Regions from separate parts of the Mus musculus genome. Here region 1 is linked to region 2. Evidence: chromatin contacts called from public HiChIP or PLAC-seq data. All regions are on one chromosome and are shown on one strand. Each heading gives the region's core, a stretch centred on a gene start, on an enhancer-like site or on the middle of the called end of the contact. The rest is flanking DNA. Distances are from core to core; before and after follow the strand shown. Region 1 has its middle 6.9 kb from the start of Stard13. Region 2 overlaps N4bp2l1 (NEDD4 binding protein 2-like 1).

The links. HiChIP or PLAC-seq counts read pairs in DNA pulled down with a chosen protein or histone mark.
Region 1: a contact with region 2 is called in an HNF4G HiChIP or PLAC-seq map of pancreatic cancer cells. The contact joins two enhancer-like sites. A contact is called at or near these places in 2 of 115 datasets of contacts at active chromatin or transcription factors (hepatocytes and pancreatic cancer cells).

Annotation. Positions count from the first base shown.
Region 1 is chr5:151,195,713-151,198,412 of GRCm38.p6, reverse strand. It overlaps a transcript of Stard13 not described here. Among named protein-coding and RNA genes, the nearest start is that of Stard13, 6.9 kb to the right of the region's middle. Within about 2 kb of position 1,357, at least 45 of the 459 cell types and tissues checked have an H3K27ac peak or open chromatin away from gene starts, as enhancers often do. A contact at or near this core is called in hepatocytes and pancreatic cancer cells, where this site is marked.
Region 2 is chr5:150,577,349-150,580,048 of GRCm38.p6, reverse strand. The region is part of intron 1 of N4bp2l1 (NEDD4 binding protein 2-like 1); the gene reads left to right. Among named protein-coding and RNA genes, the nearest start is that of N4bp2l1, 16 kb to the left of the region's middle. Within about 2 kb of position 1,393, at least 43 of the 459 cell types and tissues checked have an H3K27ac peak or open chromatin away from gene starts, as enhancers often do. A contact at or near this core is called in hepatocytes and pancreatic cancer cells, where this site is marked.

The sequences.
Region 1 (2,700 bases), core at 108-2,607, 620 kb before region 2:
CATATGTACAAGCATGTGAAAGCCAGATGACATCCTCAGTGGTGCTGTGTGCGGGGTCTCTCAGTAGCTTAGAGCTTTCCCAAGCAGGTATCCATATGTCCCTGTGTTCCCACATCTGGAATTACAAAGAAGTGTCCCCATGCCTACCTTTTTTTTTACATGCAGACTAGATATTGATTTCACAAGATTAATTTCCATCTTTTTGTCCTGGGTTAGATTTTGATCCACGTGTGTATTTATTTGGTCAACTTGTGTGTGTGCATGTGTGTTTGCATGCATTTATGTATGTGTGTGTGTGTGTACACATGTGCACTTGTGTTTGTGTATATGTGTATGTGTGTATGTGCACAGAGGCCTATGCTTGTATGTGTGTGTATAAACCATTTGTAGGCATGGGAGACACCATAGCTTCAACATCAGTTGAATGGCAGTACTTGAGGCTTTTCAACAGAGCAATATGAGCAAAAGTAGCATCCTGAGAAGGCAGATTTTCTCTCATGGTCAGGGAAGATGAGTGTGCAGGCAACTAGACACAGCCATGTCAGTTCTCTGGACAGGGCACCCAGCTCCTAGGTGTGGAGGCAGTCTTGCAGGAACAAATATACACAACAAATGTCTGGAAAAGGAAATCTGTAGGCTCTGTTTCCCCTTCTCTGAGTGTTTTGAACACCAGGATTTTGTTTAACTGTGTCAGGTACTCAGGGCCCAAGCCAGGAAGGATGGTGCCTGCAATCTTTGGGCCCATGGATGTCTTTCTCTCTCTGCTTTCCATCACTGACAGTGCTGGAATTTTCCCCGAGGCTGAGGCTTCTCCTCCGCATCCTCCAGTGTGACCTGTTGGTTCGGCTTCATCTTTTCATCATTTGAGGAATGCAATTAGTCAGAATGTTTGAAAAGTATAAATCCAAAAAGCATCACTCATGGCCAAAACTACCTTTTAACATAGTTTCTTTATACTTTTATACTATACATTTTTAATTCTAAAAAAAAATAATTGTAAGCATTGAGCATTCCACACCACTTTCCCTCCTTAACGCTTTACTGACAGAGAGTTGATTAATTAATGAAATGCCACAATAGGTCTTTTAATGTAATTCATTACTGAGACCAAGCCAAGATCAAGAAGAGTCCCTGAGACTCCCAAAGCCTGGAAATAGAATAGGGGGTATTTTAATTTTATTTTAAGTTGCGAGCTTCTCTCCGGGATGTCCTGTCCTTTGCAGCAAACACTTTTTTTTTCTTTTGCTCAGAAGCATTCTCTTGTGATTGATTAGTGATGAGTCACGCTGGCAGGGCAGGCTAAGGAGAAAGCAGCCACGCCTGGCAATACGCGCGGTACTTGGTCTGTTTAAACAGGTCTGTGCCATGAGTCTCAATATGATTACAATGGCACTCTGGGAGGTTGTCCAGAGGCCACTGTGGTCTCTGATAGTTGCCGAGCTCTGACAACAGAGGAAATTTCAGGAGAAGCTCCACATATTCTTGCACGTGTATTCTCTCATAAATAAGCATTCCCTTCAAAGGCCACACAGAGCCCCTCAGTGGACAAACCCAGAGGACGCTGCACTAAGCAGAATAAGACAGATGTTCAGAGAAACATGCCTCATGATCTCACTCGTGTGTACAGTGTAAAAGTGGGGATGGGTAGGATAGGAGACATTGATCAGAGGGTGAGACACCTCCATCACAGCTGGATAAATTCTGGACATCAGTGTGCAGGGGTGACCGTAGTGAATCACACTGTATTGTTTACTTAAAATTTGTAAGCGTCTTGGGGTTTCTATTGCTGCAAGGAAACACCATGAGTTGTTTGTTGGGGAGGAAAGGGTTCATTGGCCTTACACTTCCATACTGTTGCTCATTATTGAAGGAAGTCAAGACAGGAACTCAAACAGGGCAAGAACCTGGGGGCAAAGCTGATGCAGTGGCCATGGAGGGATGTTACTTACTGGCTTGCTCCCCATGGCTTGTTCGGCCTGCCTTCTTATAGAACCTAGGACCACCAGCCCAGAGATGGCACCACCATGAGCTGGGCCTCCCCATTGATCACTAATTGAGAAAATGCCTTACAATTGGATCTTATGGATGCATTTCCTTATCTGAGGCTCCTTCCTCTCTGATGACTCTAACTCGTGTCATGGTGACACACAAAACCAGCCAGTACAATAAGAAAGCAGATTTTACAAGTCTTAACCCATGGGTATTGATGGATATGTTAATTTGACTGTGGTAATTAGTACAATGTACATACATATGTCATACTACTACACCACAAATGTAAAATATGTACAGTTTTCCCAAAGGCCAGAAGTAACTCTCTTTTCCTATGGCTGAGGAGTATGGTAAGGAGCGGTCACATTGCCACCCACTAAACACACAGGGTTGCATGGCTTGTAATTCTGAAGAATGTTCTCACCCTTCCTCTGTCTCTTCTCACCTTCCCGCCCACCAAATGCACACGTCTTTGTGCTTTTTGTATCAAACATATTTTTGTTTACCATCTGAAGAGACTACATAAAAATAAATCGCTGTAGACAAGAATCATGAATTGAAACCATCTCAAAGATTTCAAAAACTTCAAGGTCTTACATCCTTGACCTCAAAGTTGCTCAAAGTACAGAGAAAACTCACCTAATGGCAGATATTAGGATAATACCTAAATACCAGACCGCTTTCTATCGACAGTCTGGGTCAACAGAC
Region 2 (2,700 bases), core at 144-2,643:
GTGCACTCTGCTAGTTTGCAGGGAGGACTGTGGAGCCCATGGTCACATGTGTCTCAGGAATGGAGAGCCCATAAGGCCCGGTGGTGGGCCTGAGCGGTTTTACTCTGAGTAAAACATCGAAGTCAGAAAGGCCAGCAATGTTCTGTTTTGTGTGTTGTCTAGAAGGGACTAAGAAGCGAATAAAGTGTGCAGCAAACAGCATGTCTTGAAGTCCACCTGGAGAAAACCTTAAAAACATAAATTTCTGTCCATAGCGTAAGCCACCAAGAGCCAAAAATGAGTCCGTAAGGATTACACATGGAAAGAGAAACATCTCTGAAAAGGCTCAACAAACCAGACCCAGTCTAGAAGGGACAGTAGATGGGGAGTACAGAAGAAAATAAGCCTTGGTTTCAACAGTCAGTCACTTAGCACACAGGAGAGAGGCAGGGGAAATGACTTCCATTTGAATGATAGATTTTATTAGAACAAGTCATATTTATGAAATAACCCGACACTTGAGAGTGTTGACCAATTATCACTCAGCAAAATTTAAAATACCCATCTTTGAAATGGCTTCTCGAACTATGCCCTCAGTCTTCGGGGCTTCTGTCACTGTTTGTGTTGGAGATCGGGGCTTGGTTGTGGGGTTTGACCTTTTCAGCTGTGTGGTCAAGCTCAGTGAACCTTCTCTGTGGAGACCAAACCTTTGTCCTCCTCTACCCTCTGGTGACTTCTCCCATCTCCCACCACTCTCTATACCCATGGGTGACTGAGCATTGCCATATTTCCTGTGTTCCCAATTCCTTCAAGAACTTGAAACTGATTTCTATCATGCCAGTTCACGAGAGGAGACTAATTTACTTTGCCTGACGCAGTATGGTGTCCACTCCTGCCCTCCTGCCCAGGGGCCTGGAGACTCAGAGCCAGTCAAAGCCAGCCCACCAGAAGCTCACAGGAGGCTTATCTAGACTCTGCACCCTGTGTGTGTGAAGGACACCCAGCAAGATCAGAACTCTTGGGCTGACTCAGTTGACACTGTGACTCCCAAGCCAGTTTCCTCCCCCTTCCATAAACAGACTTTCTGTATGTGAGAACTGCCATGAACTGTTCTTAGTGTCTTTACCATAAACCTGTCCACTTAGATGATCTGCGGCATGGTTTCCATGGTTTGTGGTCACACTTTGGATTGGTTCCAGCTTGCCAAATTCCTCTTAAAACTTTGCGTGCAGCATTTCTGATGACTTACTGCAACAAAACGGTCTGTGCTTTTATTTATTCACTCAGGGTGTGTCGCTCCTGCCTTCTCTTATCCCCTTTCACAAGAGGTAAAAGTTCTTCAACCCTCAAGGTCCAAGTCAAATGTTATCTCTTTTGCAATGTCTCGCTTATCAAACTGTTAATGTTTCTGGCCCAAATTGTTTGTGTTTTGTCAGTACAGCTTGTCCTACGTGGGTCACACAAACTGCAGGAGGACCGGTCCCTTAGCCAGGGAATCCAGTTTTGAAAAACTTTAGGTTTTGTGCCTTAACACTTTGTGTAACACTTGGTGTCTGGAAATCAGGGTTTAATAAGTTGGCTAATTGCTCCTAGTCCTTTGATATGGAAATTTTTATCTCCGAGCTGAAGAGATGGATCATCTGGCAACCTCTTGGTTGCCAGCACCCACAAGGTGGTGTGCAACTGCCTATAATTCCAGCTCCAGGAGATCTGATGGCCCTCTTCTGGACTCCATGGGTCCATGTGCAGATAGTGCACAAATAGATAAACAATAAAATGAAATATATGCCTACTTGTTCTCACAAGTCTACCAAGGACAGTCAGGTTGCTGTTAAAAATCAAGGTGGCCCCGTGTGCCACCACAGACTGTAACAAAATGCATTTACTTTGTCGTTTTTTTCCCCAACTCTGCTGTCAGGCCCTCTGAAGAATGCAGGTAGAGATGCTTGTTTTCTGTCTCTGGATTGTGTATGTACTGACATGTCAGAGCGGAAGCTCTTACCCTTTGCCCTCTCACATCCACTGCAACTCCTAGAAAGCCCCCACGCTCATGTGTACTAAGCCTGGGTCCTGCTGGCAGGCTGGGCTGGGTAAGTTACTACTGACCCTCAGGTTTGCTGAGCACCTCACCGTTTACAAAGTGCTGTCCCTCCAGTCCTTCGCATTGTCCTCCGTGTCTTAGAGTTGAGAAGACAAGCTCAGACAGATGGGTTCATGGTGGCTGCAGTGGAGGCTTGAGGGTGTAGCCCAGCTCTTCAGCTCCATATTCTTGCTGAGTTAAAATAACCCACCTCTAGCGCTGCTGAGAGCAGAAGCTAACAGGGCATTCGCGGTGTCTCCACCTGCTCTGCTCTTTGTCTTCCTGCCCGTTTCACTTTCCACACAGCTGTAGGGGTGGATTCCACTCAGCGGCAGAATCTGTTGGGATGCAGGGCATGCATCGCCAGATATTAAGTTTCTCTGGTTTGGGTTTTTTGGGTTTTGTTTTTGTTTATTACAAGGAGGCTGTTTGGTACCGACTCAGTCACTATCTGATTTGATAGTGCCTGCTCAGATATGATGTAACCCCAAACTGAAGCATCTCTTTTGAGATTCTTTCCTGCAGATCTTAACTCCCCTCTCTATTTGGCATAGAGGCGCTCTCTGTGATGTGACTTGTTTTCTGTGACATTTTCATATTTCGGTCGGCCAAGAGTGGTAGGGTTAAAGCACAGGGGCACC